Regions from separate parts of the Rattus norvegicus genome. Here region 2 is linked to region 1. The links are chromatin contacts, called in public Hi-C maps. All regions are on one chromosome and are shown on one strand. Each heading gives the region's core, a stretch centred on a gene start, on an enhancer-like site or on the middle of the called end of the contact. The rest is flanking DNA. Distances are from core to core; before and after follow the strand shown.

What was found. Hi-C and Micro-C count contacts between places; a contact is called where the count stands out from the background.
Region 2: a Hi-C map of frontal cortex shows a contact between it and region 1, with 1.6 times the contacts expected there. The contact joins the promoter of Amph here to the enhancer-like site in region 1.

Annotation. Positions count from the first base shown.
Region 1 is chr17:50,484,542-50,491,860 of GRCr8, forward strand. It overlaps Amph (amphiphysin), which reads right to left. Exons shown (of 21, transcript NM_022217.2): 8 at 4,856-4,931; 9 at 4,195-4,277; 10 at 1,917-2,055; 11 at 633-761. Among named protein-coding and RNA genes, the nearest start is that of Amph, 190 kb to the right of the region's middle. Within about 2 kb of position 2,805, at least 28 of the 93 cell types and tissues checked have an H3K27ac peak or open chromatin away from gene starts, as enhancers often do.
Region 2 is chr17:50,675,852-50,682,187 of GRCr8, forward strand. Amph (amphiphysin) reads right to left here and starts at 2,650. Exons shown (of 21, transcript NM_022217.2): 1 at 2,506-2,650. The coding sequence starts at 2,574.

The sequences.
Region 1 (7,319 bases), core at 1,555-4,054:
GAGAGGATGCTATTGGTGGACACAGGTTAAAGCAACTGAACAAGGACAAGCCATCCTAAAATATCCTCAGTGCAAATGTTAATGTAGAAATAAAACTAGGAAATGACTCTGGCTAGTAGAAAAGGTGCAGGCTGATAAAATCTGGAAATTGAAATTTAGTCAAGAGTCAGGGGTTAGTATATCCAGTTGGTATGATAGTAATGTCCAGTGCTTTAGTTACGATAATATTGTGACATAAAAATGACCAATGAACTGAAGTTACTACATTAAGACTGCATAACCACACAACTTGAATTTTAAAATGTGAAACTGACAAATCCTCAAGGACGTGGTAGAAAAATTGAAAGAAAATAGGCCAGAGTGCATGCAAGGTTTTGTCACAGTGGTAGGATGACAGCAACTCTTCTTCATTGTATATTTTTCAACATACTTTCACATATATGTATATATATTCAATAAATATTAGAATTTTCAAATCCTATACACCTTACATTTAATAATCATTTGATTACAAAGCAATGAAACAAGCACAAGTAATAAAATTTTATTAATGGCTCTGATATCTACAGCTGACCTGAGAGTCCTGTCCACCATGGCACTTTGATGGTCATTCAGCTGTCCTGAGCACTCACCTGGGAAGGTGTTGTCACATTGATTTCTGGTACAAAGTTGTCCTCAAAGAAATTGATGATGTTCTCCTGCTGTAGTTCCTTTGTTGGGGTGACTTTAGGCAGAGGTGGGACAGGAGGCCCTTTCCTTGTCTGGGAAGCATTAAATACAAACATAGTAGCCTTTGAGGAAGTGTCAGATGAGCACAGCTATGCAAACAGACATCTAACTGAAACTAATCTATACAAAGGTGTAAGCCTACTCGATTCAAGTCAAGAATGCTGTCCCCTTGGGTGCCTCTCCAAACACTGACAGGCACTGGTCTAATTGGAAGAAGTCAGGTCACTTGATGAGAGTCCATACATCTTAATTTAAGCAACGCCCCAAACTGCAAGACCTATGATCTCACCCGGAAGCCATTCTTTCTCTCAGCTCATCTACCATTGATTTCTCTCATAAGAAAACAAATGGAATTTCAAAACAAAAATCAAGCCAGATGGGTTTTTTGTTTTGTTTTGTTTTGTTTTCTTCTTCATTTGTTTTCCCCAAATGAGTCAATGAGGTCAACAAAAGACAGTTCCCACTTCTCTTTCCACTCAGGAATTTTAAACATTAGAATCTACTACACTTATCTTCTTACAATGTTGCAGCTTCAGCCATATTCATAAAGCTTATACTGGACCATGAATGTTAAATGTAGCTACAGAAATATTATGTTCACACAATGCAGGGAAATCAAGAGTGGTGGGATCTTCTCTTTAGTTCATTTTGCCTGGTCATTACTTGGCTTTCACTGAGTGGCCACTCATGTGTAACACAATTTGGGGGATGAGATGTCTCCCAATACCCCAGTTCCAGGTGGTCATTGACTCCAATGGAGCACTGAAAAGAAGATTCAGTTCAGGAGGAATGTAGAATGAATGGAGTTTTGTAGATAGGGTTTTTCCTTTTCAAAGCTAATAGCTGCTCAGAGCATGGGCCAACCCAGCAAGTACTCCATCACTGAACAGACTCCTTCAGCCTCTGAATGGCAGGAGTCCAGGAACAAGTGAAGGTAAAGATGAGTATAGTCCAGGCCAAGAAGGTGGGGATGGGGCTAGAACACCCAAAAGAATAAAAAAACTGAGAATAAGAGGAAACACAAAAATCAAATAAAAAAAGCAGACAATGGCAATAATAATATCACTGTATCATGCCTTAGTCTTGTCATAGAAACTTTCTATAATGCTTATAATGCTTAACAAGAGAATCCCAAAGAAAGTCACTTCCCCATGAATTCTTCCATGGCCCTGATGCACACATCATACCTGTGAAGGTGATCTGGGTCGCACTGGGGCAGGAGATGCAGGTGCTAATGTGTGGTTGGGACTAGCCGTTGGGCTGGGGAGGGGTGAAGCCTCCTCTGGGGGTGATGGTGTCTTTGCAATGCGAAGAGGACCCGAATCACTGGATAGACACAGAGGGTTGAGCAAGAAGCCTTCTGAGAAGCAGGATTCTTAAAACCCAATATTCTTTACCCAAGAGAAATCCTGAAGCTTAATGTCACTGTTATTTCATCCCCCACTTCCAGGTTATTTCTAGCTGTTAGAAGTAGTAATGGATGTTGGAAACTGTCACTATTGATTGCTCCCTGTGAACCACGGTCAACCATGCTTGGTTTTAGATATGTAAATAATGAGGTGTAAATAGGTTAAAAACAAAGAAAAACTGCAGTGCTTTACGACAGTTGCATTTATATCTTAGTATAAAATCTTGTTCTCGCCACATGCCAAATCAGCTCCACATCCCAACATAAGGCATAGTAAGAAAACCAGCTTCACTTCTGCTCTACAACAGAGTCATGTCACCCCACAATCATAGATAGTTACCCAGAAAGCTGTGACTTTTAATTTCAAAGGCAACTTGGGAGAGAGTTCATAAATCTTTTTCAGGAGTGCCTTTTGAATTATGTTTAGAGAGTTACAAAATACTTCTTTGTGTACTTTATGAAACAATGACTAACTCAGACACCTTCAGGGCACCAGCAGACCACATGACAGGTGAGATTCTACAACTTCCTAAGAAGCCATCATGTTCTAGGCACCTTGCCAGATGCTTGGGAACAGCTTAACATGATGACTCAGATGGCACATCCTACTCTCTAAGAACATCTAAAGACAACAGCAGACGGAGCAGAGTCTGTGACCTAAATAAGAGTACAGACGCAGCAGCATGATCTACACATTCAGGAGCTAAGGGAGCCACATTCTTTTAAAGACACTCTACATGATTGCGGCTCTTAGCCAGCAATCATGACCTCTGACTAGAAACAGCCCAATCTATACTCTATTCTAAAGACTGCCTTCAGAGCTAACTCACCACCTCGCTCTGCAGAGAATGTTTTTGAAAAGGAATAAAAATAAGAGACACTTGTCAAGTGGCTGTAACCCGACTTCTTGCTTTAACTGATAATGAAACTGTTATTTGCAAATGCTTCTGTTGACTTCATTTCCATGTCAAGCCACTCTTAACATGCCTTAGTTTCATAACATCCAAAAGGTAATTTGAATATTCTTATTATTCTCTTATTCTTAGCTCAACAATGTAAAAAAACAATGTTGGAGCCTTAATTCTCTTCTTTTCTTAGATTACTTTAGGTCACACCTTTCCCCTGGAGAGAAAAGACACTCTGGCTTCCCTGGCAGCTATAGCAGAGGCTGTAGTTATAGGTAGGTACTCTAAAGAGAAGTCCATGATCAAAACAGTCATCATCAGACGCTAACATGGAGAAAGGTTGGAAACTGCATATGTCAATGGATGAGTCTGTACATACATTCCTATAAGTGTTTATAATGATTGGCATTAAAAACTACAAGTATAGAGTCTCAGAACTGACCATCACCTTAGGAATAATTTTATTCCATTGGACCCTACTTTTTCTATAGATATTTAAACGGGTTCTTTAATTCCAAAGGTTATTGGACTTGAATAAGAAAAACAAAGCAAATTGACCTTAAAGGTATGTAACTGAAACCTGGGGCTTCTGACTGCTCAAGGTTTGTTAGGTAAGATAAAATCATTGGAGAAAGTAAGCATGCAGTCAAACCAAGGTATACAGCTCAGCTGTGCCACTGGGCCCTCAGTCTCTGACTGGCCCATTCATAACAACATGCCATGGAACACTAACAAAGCCATGTTGCAGGGCAAATGGCAAAGCAGAGGTAGAGAGAGGGTGGGCGGCGAGATCTCTTCCACTCTTTTCCTTTCTTTAGTAGTGAACAATGAGCACAAAGCTGGAGGGGTTTTCTCTATTGCAGATGAAGTAACAAGGAGAAATGATGACTATCCCAACTGTTGCTCTCTGGTTCCATGTTCATCAGAAGCAGCTACTCACTTCTGCTGTGACCAGTAGCATCTTGATGTGAATGAAGGCAAGAAGTAAATGTAAGAGCCAAAAACCCAAGTTTGGGATCACTGTCTAGGTGGAAGGGCTCCTTTTAGATTTTTATAAGGTGACTAGAATAGTACAATGTGGTCTCCAGGCTCTAGAACGTTCAATACATAGGATATCACTTGCACATGCAGCTCAGAGGACCAGTGGCGTACCTGGGAGCTCCTTGAATGCTGAAGGCCTTGTCAGCGTGCTGATCACCAAGTTTCGTCATCACTTCATAAAGCTTGTGGCAAAGCTAAGAAGACAGAAGCCTGTTAAACACAGGATATTCTGGTGGCCACCCATGTTTTCCTCCCCATGAATGAACTTGTTTAGTGAGAAGCTACAACTCTTCTGGGAATTAGATTGGTCTTGAAATTCCACATACCACATTTAAAATCTACACCTAAGTTGAAATAACTTTATACAGTGAAAAGAATGTGCTACTTGCTGGATCAATCAGACATGTATTCAATAGGACATGAAGCAGAAATGATAAGGTGATTATCTTAAATCTATTAACAAATAGTCCTATGACTGTCCTGGTGAACTAAGGTAATAGAGAACACCATTACTGCTGCTTATCTAAATAATTTGAGACCAGGTTTATATATATACTAATTTAGAACATCATTTAAAATTCCAACTTTTCAGCTAACAGAGGAGGAAATAAAATAGTGGGGCTGTAATAAAATCTTCAAAACCAGTGCAAATAGTTCAGAGAGTAGTAACACAGTATCGCTACAACATCCGTGTAAGGGTAAGGCTAGTTGGCAATTCTATGCAATGCCCTTTGCATTACTTTCCATAAGAGCAACAGTCACCATTACTCACCACTGCGATTTCCTTGTGAAACTTGGCCTCAAGGCTAGAGACGTTTTTGAAAGTATTGACATAAAACCCAACTCGTCTACCAAGGGGAAACAAATAAAAGAGGGAGCTGTTAGCAAAAGTAGCTTTTAATGGCCCTGAACCAAATTAAGACTATGTTCCTAATATAAAACTTTGAAAAATATTGAATTCAACAGCATCCTAGAGTAAACCTGACTTTTCTCCACTGGTCAGCACACGAGCTGCTCATTGGCAACATCTCAAACACATTTATAAGGGGAAGCTATGGGAAGGGTACTGGGACATGTAGCAAATTCTGTCTGTCTTTATCACAGTTCCCTAAGAGTAAGCACAAAAGCCAAACCGAGATTTAGCCAGGATAAATTCTTTCTCCACATAAAGAGTATCTGGACATTATTTTACTTAATTCTTTTCATTTAGTTGGGTAACAACTACTTCAATTCATTTTATTGTTTCAGTGGCATTCTCAAAAATAACTGAAGAATCCTGATTATTCAACTAGATCTGAACTCCCAGGGAAAAAAAACAAAACAAAACAAAACAAAACGAAGTAAGGTCTTGGATGACAGAAAACTTCTGATCTTCTGTTGCTTAAGCTAAGCCTTCCAGTGCATAGAATTCCAATGAGAGTGAACGGAGAAAACACCAATGTTAGTGGATCCAGGAGCCAGAGAGTTGCTTTTATATGTTTCTTCATTTGATGCTTACAAAAATCCCCTGGGACGGTGAACCTCATTTACTAGAAAAAGTAAATGGCGCCCATTCATAGCCTGCCCCACATGTGGCCCATACATATACAACCACCAAACTAGATAAGATGGATGAAGCAAAGAAGTGCAGGCTGACAGGAACTGGATGTAGATCTCTCCTGAGAGACACAGCCAGAATATGGCAAATACATAGGCCAATGCCAGCAGCAAACCACTCAACTGAGAACGGGACCCCCGCCGAAGAAATTAGAGAAAGGACTGAAAGAGCTTGAAGGGGCTTGAAACCCCATATGAACAACAATGCCAACCAACCAGAGCTTCCAGGGACTAAGCCACTACCCAAAGACTATACATGGACTGACCCTGGACTCCAACTGCATAGTTAGCAATGAATAGCCTAGTAAGGGCACCACTGGAAGGGGAAGCCCTTGGTCCTGCTAAGACTGAACCCCCAGTGAATGTGATTGTTGCGGGGAGGGAGGTAATGGGGAGAGGATGGGGAGGGGAACAACCATATAAAAGGGGAGGGGGATGGGTTAGGGGGATGTTTGCCTGGAAACCAGGAAAGGTAATAACAATTGAAATGTAAATAAGAAATACCCAAATTAATAAAGATGGAGAAAAAAATAAAAAAGAAAAGAAAAAAAAAAGAAAAAGTAAATGGGATAAACTGTCTAGGGTCATGCAGTTCACAGGTAGAGAAAATCAATTTTTAAACCCCAAAAAAGAGAAATGTTATTTAAAAATATCATAGACTACTTCACAAAAAAATTTTAACCACGACTTCTATTTCCCTGTCAGCAAGTTCTGCTTTAATTAGGTGTTTTTGAATTTTAACTAAATTAGAAAAAACTTGGAGCCAAATGTAAGAATTCTGAAATGAAGTGATAATTAAATGGTAAATCTGCCCCATAAATAAGGCACTGTTTTTCTGTGGTTTACCTTGTACCTTAAATCCTTGCTACATTACATTCTATTTCCTCTACCCAGACACCAGGTGACCCTGATTTCACCTATTTTTATTGTAACTGATTTCAAAACATATATTTCACATATGCATGAATGCAGATGGTTCTTTACATCCATGGCTCTGTACACTGTACCTTAACCGTCCATGGGTTAAACCATCAGAAAACAAAGGGCATCTGCACTGGAGACAGGGTTCTCTCACCATCTTACTCTTTGCAGTTTCTAACAAAACAGCTATCTGCATAATGTTGTCATGGCATTAGGTCTTCTACATAATTTAGAGATGAGTGAAAGTTCATAACATGATGTAAGGAAGTGATACACAAATACAATGTCACTTTATTTTACATAAGGTTTTGCTTCCCTTAGGCGATCTGGGAACTGATTATCCACAGATACAGGGCAAAAATATATGTATTTACACATGTATATGTACTTTTGCATATAGGAATACAGTAATAAAAACTCTGGCATAGTGTCATTGGGAAATAGTAAAAGCTAAGGTCAGGGACTTAATTAATGAGCATTTGCACCATTATAATTAAATGGAATTATAAAAGCAAAGTATAGAACCGAATATGAATGCAAAGATGCCACAGTTAAATATAAAAAAAGAAACAAATGGATGTGGGGCACAAACAGCTAAAAGAACCCAGCCACAAACATTTGCTTGAGAGGACACACACAGGCTGGCCAGAAGGATGGGCCAGAATTGACTTGATGAGTACAGAGGTCATTAAAGTTGACTAGTGAGAGCTTCGTTTACT
Region 2 (6,336 bases), core at 1,400-3,899, 190 kb after region 1:
TAATTATGAAATGAAATTAATAGCTTTCCCAACTGCACAGTGCACGCCTGTTCAGTTGTATAGATATGTGCGTGATGTCAGATGATAGTAATCACTCTGCTCTCTATCTTAGCCAAAAGGCTAAGAACTAAAGAGTAAAATCTCTAAAAAGTAGGACTACGAGATTCCTAATCTGTTGGATTTAGTTCCTGCTCACATGTAAATTTGTTTCTTCTTCCAATGAACTTTAACTAACTTTTAATAGAGAAAAACATACTTTTTAAATTTGTAGAAAGCTGTAAGTCATCTCTAAGAGTAATTACAGTAAGGCATTTGGGACCAAACTGTGCTCAAGCCATTGAGTAGAACAGAGCTAAGAAGAGAGTCAACCTTCTTTAACAAAATGTGCTTTATCAGAACAAGGAGCAAAGGGTCTGGCAAACATGTCTGGCATTCAATTAGTGAAATGGGGTGTGTGCATTGGGAGGAAGAGAGCGAAGAAGCAGACGAGGGAGCCAATTGGGAAATTCCAACAAGTACAGCTACCAGATGGGCTTTGCTGGGCAGCTATATCCTCTCCTACCAGCCATAGCCCTGTGCTGCCCAGGTTCAAAGGGGGACAGAACCCTTACTCTCAGACCCTTTGGTGTCTTAAGTCCCTTCTGCAGTACAACAAGCACAACAGATAAGCAATGGTCTCAGGGAAGAAAATAAGAGACATGAAGCCCTGTAAAAGAAACCAGTTATAGAAGAGTGGACACCATCCACAAGTGCTAGCATAATATACATTTGACCTTAAGCATGAAGAAATGGGTTTTCAACGGTCCATACAGAGCAGGATGCTCTGTCAGAAACATAACAGTTCCCTTCATTTGTTTGGACCATATTAACAGCTGGTGACCTAGATTAATATGTGAAAAAGCAGACCATATCACAAAATTACTTCACAGATGGAAAGCCGAGTAGGAGAAAAGCCACAGAGGAGAGATTTAATGATTATTTTCGGGGGAGGGGAACTACAAGTGGGTGAAATAAAATGTGGAAAATGACGACAAAGTCTTATCCAAATCTTGTGTTTGGCAAACAGCTGATATCTGGCTATTATCTGTAAAGCATCCGGAGTTGCTTGGCTAATTCAGCTTCGGAGGGAGTGGCAGGAGGAGGAACCTAGAGTTCAGGATGAGCTTGAGTAGATATTAAAAGCAATACAATCCTCTTACAGTGCTGCGAAGGTGCATGTGTGCGGGGAGGGAGGACTACATACAGCCACTGAGCCTGGCAGAGTTCATGCTCCTGGGCTCAGCCTTTGGGGCAACTCAAACTTCTCAAGAGGGTAAGTGCTGTCAGAATGAGGAACCAGGAAAATCTGATTTCCAGAAAGAAGAGAAAACAACAGACATCCTCATCCCAGGGACAGAAATTAATGTCAATATGAAGCAAATGCAGCTCAATTTACCACTCGCCCAGATTTATTTTCAAATACAATGTTCAAGTTCCAACACAAACGTCCTTTGCTCAGGACAAACGAAGACCTCATAGGGATCAGATATAGTAATCAGGAAAGCTAGGCGCGCGCACACGCACACACACACACACACACACACACACACACACACACACACACACACACGATTGTACAGAGCTGGACTAGTTATGGATCGCATCTCCTGAAGAGACAAAAATTACAATAGCTAATTTACTCCTGGGCTTGCAAAACACTGTGAACTCAGTGCCTCTGATAGGAGTAGGTTTTGTTTTGCTGATTCTTAAGCAGAGAAACAAGCATTTTGTGCAGAGATGTGCAGAAAACTCTTGAGTCGAGGTTGTTTATTTTTGACCTTCCAGAGGGCATTGACTTCAAAATGACACCGATACTTAGGAAGAAATGTGCATTCTCTGGAACTCCAGTTCACCGCTGTACTAAGGTGTTGGTTGTTTATTATTCATCCCATTGGTCAACGCACATCTGGGGTGTCTTCTTTGCTTAAGTCGTTCGTTTCGACCGACCTCACTCAAATAACCACAACACCCCCACCCATGAAAAGATGCGACAATCTCCCTCCCAGATCTGCGGTCGTGGACGCCTGAGCTGCTTGCGGGAGAGCTAATACTCAAGAGGTGCGGGCGGGGAGAGATGGAGGCGACCAGGGACCGCGACCGCTTGGGGTGCAGCCAGAGAGCAGCTGCACCTGCCACCCGTGGTCCCTGGAGGCGTGCCCAAGAGAGTGGCCACCCTGGGCGGGCTCTGGGAGTCTGGAGCATTTAGTGCCTGGGGGATAAGGAGGGAGAGAAGAGGTCCGCGGGTTCCCGGTATACCCACTGCGGGGCCGTGGCCCTGCTGCCTAAATGGATCCTGCACAGCTGCAATCACTGGGAGCAGAGACCGAGACTCCTCCACCCGGCGCTTGCTCCACTTCGCAGTGCGCCGCACCTGAACCCGCGGCCCTGCAGCGCAAGGCCAGCACTGCCATCGGCTCCCGCACCGCCTCGCGCCACCTGCCCCGCAGCCCGCAACCCTCTGCTGACCTTTTCCTGTGCCCGGTTGAGCCGCTTTTGCACGTTTTTGGCGAAGATGCCCGTCTTGATGTCGGCCATGGCTGCTGCGGTCTGCAGAGCTGGAAGAGCAGAGCGCGCAGCGAGCCGGCAGCGGCGCGGAGGAGCCCAGGAAGAGGAGGAGGAGGAGCGGGAGGAGGAGCAGTTGAGGCGTGAGGAGCAGAGGAGGCAACGGGTGAGGGAGGGGCGCGGCGACAGGACCGGCTTAAAGAGATAGAGCGGAGATGCGGCCGCTAGGGGTGACACCGCCAGTAGTGAGGTGCATGGAAAGAGAGGAAAGAAGCCAAATGCCAAGTATCAGGAAGTGATAAAGATGGAAGACTTCCCTTAATCCCAGGACCTGAAGACAGCTGGAGGTGGGGGTGGGAGTGGGGGCAGAGATAACAGGAGGTTTGCAGCAAGGAACGTCTGAGGGATCTATTCTGCTCCCCGCACCCCCCCCCCATTAAAGAACATAGTCATGTGGGAGGAGTCAGCAAGGCTCTAAAACACCAAATGACTGCCCCCTAAAAATACCTTGAGTGCAGAAGAAATGAGTACATCCACCTTCCAGAGGTTCAAACCTCTGTGTGTGTGTGTGTGTGTGTGTGTGTGTGTGTGTGTGTGTGTGTGTGTGTGTGTGTGTGTGTGTGTGTGTTGGTTGGGAGTTGGGGGATGGGGATGTGACTTTCTGGAAATTCCCTGCAGGGCAGCTTGCAAGAGAGAAGGGATAGACAGACCACCGTGACATGTATTTAAATTTGAATATGAGGCTTGGGAGTGGGAAAGCCCATGTTCAGAACGGTCAGCTTCTACACACAAGTGCTGCCCTATGCCAGCTCTCAGATTCCTGTGCTACAAACACTCTGGAGCAACAGTTGTCCCAACAAATAGTAAATGAGACTAGCAGTAGGGACTTTCAGGTCTCCAGGTCTACTGAGGCCTCCTTAAAAACCTTCTGCCAGTTGTGTTTGTTGTTTTTTTGTTTGTTTGTTTGTTTGTTTGTTTGTTTTGTTTTGAGCAAAAGTCTCTCTCTGTACTTGCTAAGTCAACTGTTGCAAGCAAGAAAGGTAGAGAGGAGAGTTGTAGTTAGTATAACAAAAGTTATATTTTTTTATTGTGTTGAGAGTCAACACACGAAGTTCACACTAAATTCCTAACTATGATCCTAAGCCTATCTCCCCATGGTTGCTCATCTGTGTCACAAATCTTAGCCAAAGGACAGGTCCAGTCTCTGTAGTCTCTGGTTCAACCCTGAGCTGACTCTCCAGTCACAGGACAGATCAGGGTCTCTCTTGTTCAAGGCAGAGCCTTGCTCTTGGTTTCTGTTCCAATGGGCATCATCTAGGCCTGTGCCAGGTTACCTTGAGTGAGTGGTGTCACTGGGTTCTGCTTATCAGGCGCAGCCTTGGGTGTAGTGGGGTTTGTGACTAAGCTGTTTTTACATGTCTAAAAGGCTTTTTTTTTTTTTCCTATGCTCATTACAATGGCTGTCCTGGAACTTGCTATGTAGACCAGGCTGACCTTGAACTCACACAGATCTGCCTTCCTCTGCAGATTGTTGGTATTAAAGATGCTGCCTTTTGACAGTCGTAACAGAAAGATGTGGTCCTCTGTGCACCTGGCAAAGACAAGTCAGAAAAGGGGCTCCAGGAGCCTCTGACAATGGGCAAAGTCTTCATTTTTAGGTTCATTTAGGGTTTCATGAGTAGAGAAAGAGAGGTGGCATCCAATAATTGCAAGATAGAGGTTGTGCAGGGACCAAAATTGGTGAATATCCTGCTTCTTCTCTAAAGCTACTTAGGTGGTCCCTCCCCTGAAACCAGTCTTCTGTGAATTCTAGTCCCAGTGTCTTGGTTTTGGAATGATGCTATTGCAACTGGAACGCATAAGACGTGATGTGAGACCAGTGTGCCAGATGAAGGACTCAGCCTTGAGAGCTAGACAGGCTTTATACTCAGTGGAACCCTCTATAGCCAAATAGTAAACTCAACCACCCGATATTAAAAACAAACAAACAATGGATCTGAAGAGGCCGTATGGAAATGGAAGGGTTTTGAGTGCATATGAGAGGGAAACATGAATATCCCATTTATTCAACCTTCTCCTTGGCTGAATATACTCTCTCTCTCTCTCTCTCTCTCTCTCTCTCTCTCTCTCTCTCTCTCTCTCTGTGTGTGTGTGTGTGCCTGTCTCTGTCTCTGTTTCTCTCTCTTTCTCTCACACACCACACATACATACACACATACATACACACACACACACACACACACACACACACACACACACACACACACAAACACACACACAGAAGAGCTAGCCAGTGGATCACAGTCCAGAATACAAAATGGTAAATAGACGCCATTGTTTCATACACAGTAAGCACCTCAAATAGCTAATCTGTTACTTGACTTTTCCTCAGGATTATCTGTCCAATTTGACTGGTAATGAATTGAGTCCCAGGACACATGACTCTTGACGCTTACATTGGGAATCACTGGGCAAAGCAAGAAGGGTTGACCCCTGTTTGGAGCATTCCACATGAATAGAAGTTTACTGTATAGAGATATAAGGGAAAAGCTGGGGTTTTTTGTTTTTTTTTTTTTTTGTTTTTGTTTTTTTTTTTTTTTTTTTTTTTTTTTTGCCCTTGGTCAACATTCAGTGACAAAGACAACTCAGAAAGCTGAGTTTTTTATTCAGTTCTCTCTAGTGAAAGAAGAGTGCTTGAGAACCTCAGCTCTGCCCTGAGCTACTGACTGAGAATACAACCTTAACAATGACAGAAAAGACCAGGATGCACTGGAGTTTATAAGTTTATGGTCACTCTTACAGTATCAGTGCCTGCAAGCTCTTTGCTCTGGCAGTGAGCTCACCTCAACTCCCTCTGTAGATAACAGTGCTCTCTTCTTATAAACAGAGAAGAGTCATTTCTACTGTGAGCTGTACTTTTCTCAAAGCTATCAGTGCTCAACAGAACCACCCTTTGTCTCTCTTGCAACTGAATTCTTGGACCTCAGCATATGTGACCTGAAATAAAATGTCAAATTATTAACAGTTCTTATTATCTGAGTGCCCAATTCTAGCTCTGTACTAGGAGTCTTGTAATTTCTTGGTAATTTTAATCGAAAGGCATGTTGTTGTAAAAATATAAAAAATAAAAGAAGTATGATTTTCTTTTATCCCACTAGGTCCGTCACCTGAATGCCCCAAGATATCTGCTGGATATCTTAATTCTCAGTCAGCAAAGCCTCTCACCTGCTTTGCTCCATCTCATATCACACTGCCAAAGGCCTCTCTCTGAGCTGTCAGCAATCTCTCTGCCTATCTAGTTCCCAAGGCAGGTTTGTTTCCATGCCAGAAACATCCAAACTCCGTGGTGGCCCAGACCAGCCACCCCACACTCCATTACACTTAAATCTACCCATGAAAGAACACACAACACAATAACCTTTGACCCAATTGATAAGATATAATTGCCCACCTAAACATACGAAGCCCAATATACATCCATCCCTTAAAACCATTTGTAAAACCTGTAAAGGTACAGTGTGGAATCTTAACGTTACCCACCATATTTTCCTGCCATGGCTTCTCCCTCCTGTCTCTTCTTCCTTTCTGTCCTAATCTCCTCCTCTTCCTTCAAACTTCTCTCCCACCCATCCTTCCTTCTCTTCCCATGACAGGCCTCCTTTTATCTTGTACCTGCCCCTCACCTGACTCAGTGGGGAGAAGGTGCTAGTGAAGTCACCTGAGTCCTCAGTAGAGACTAGGCAGCTGTCCTTGGGGCAGTGGAATTAGCATAAAAATACAGATAACTCCAGGGCA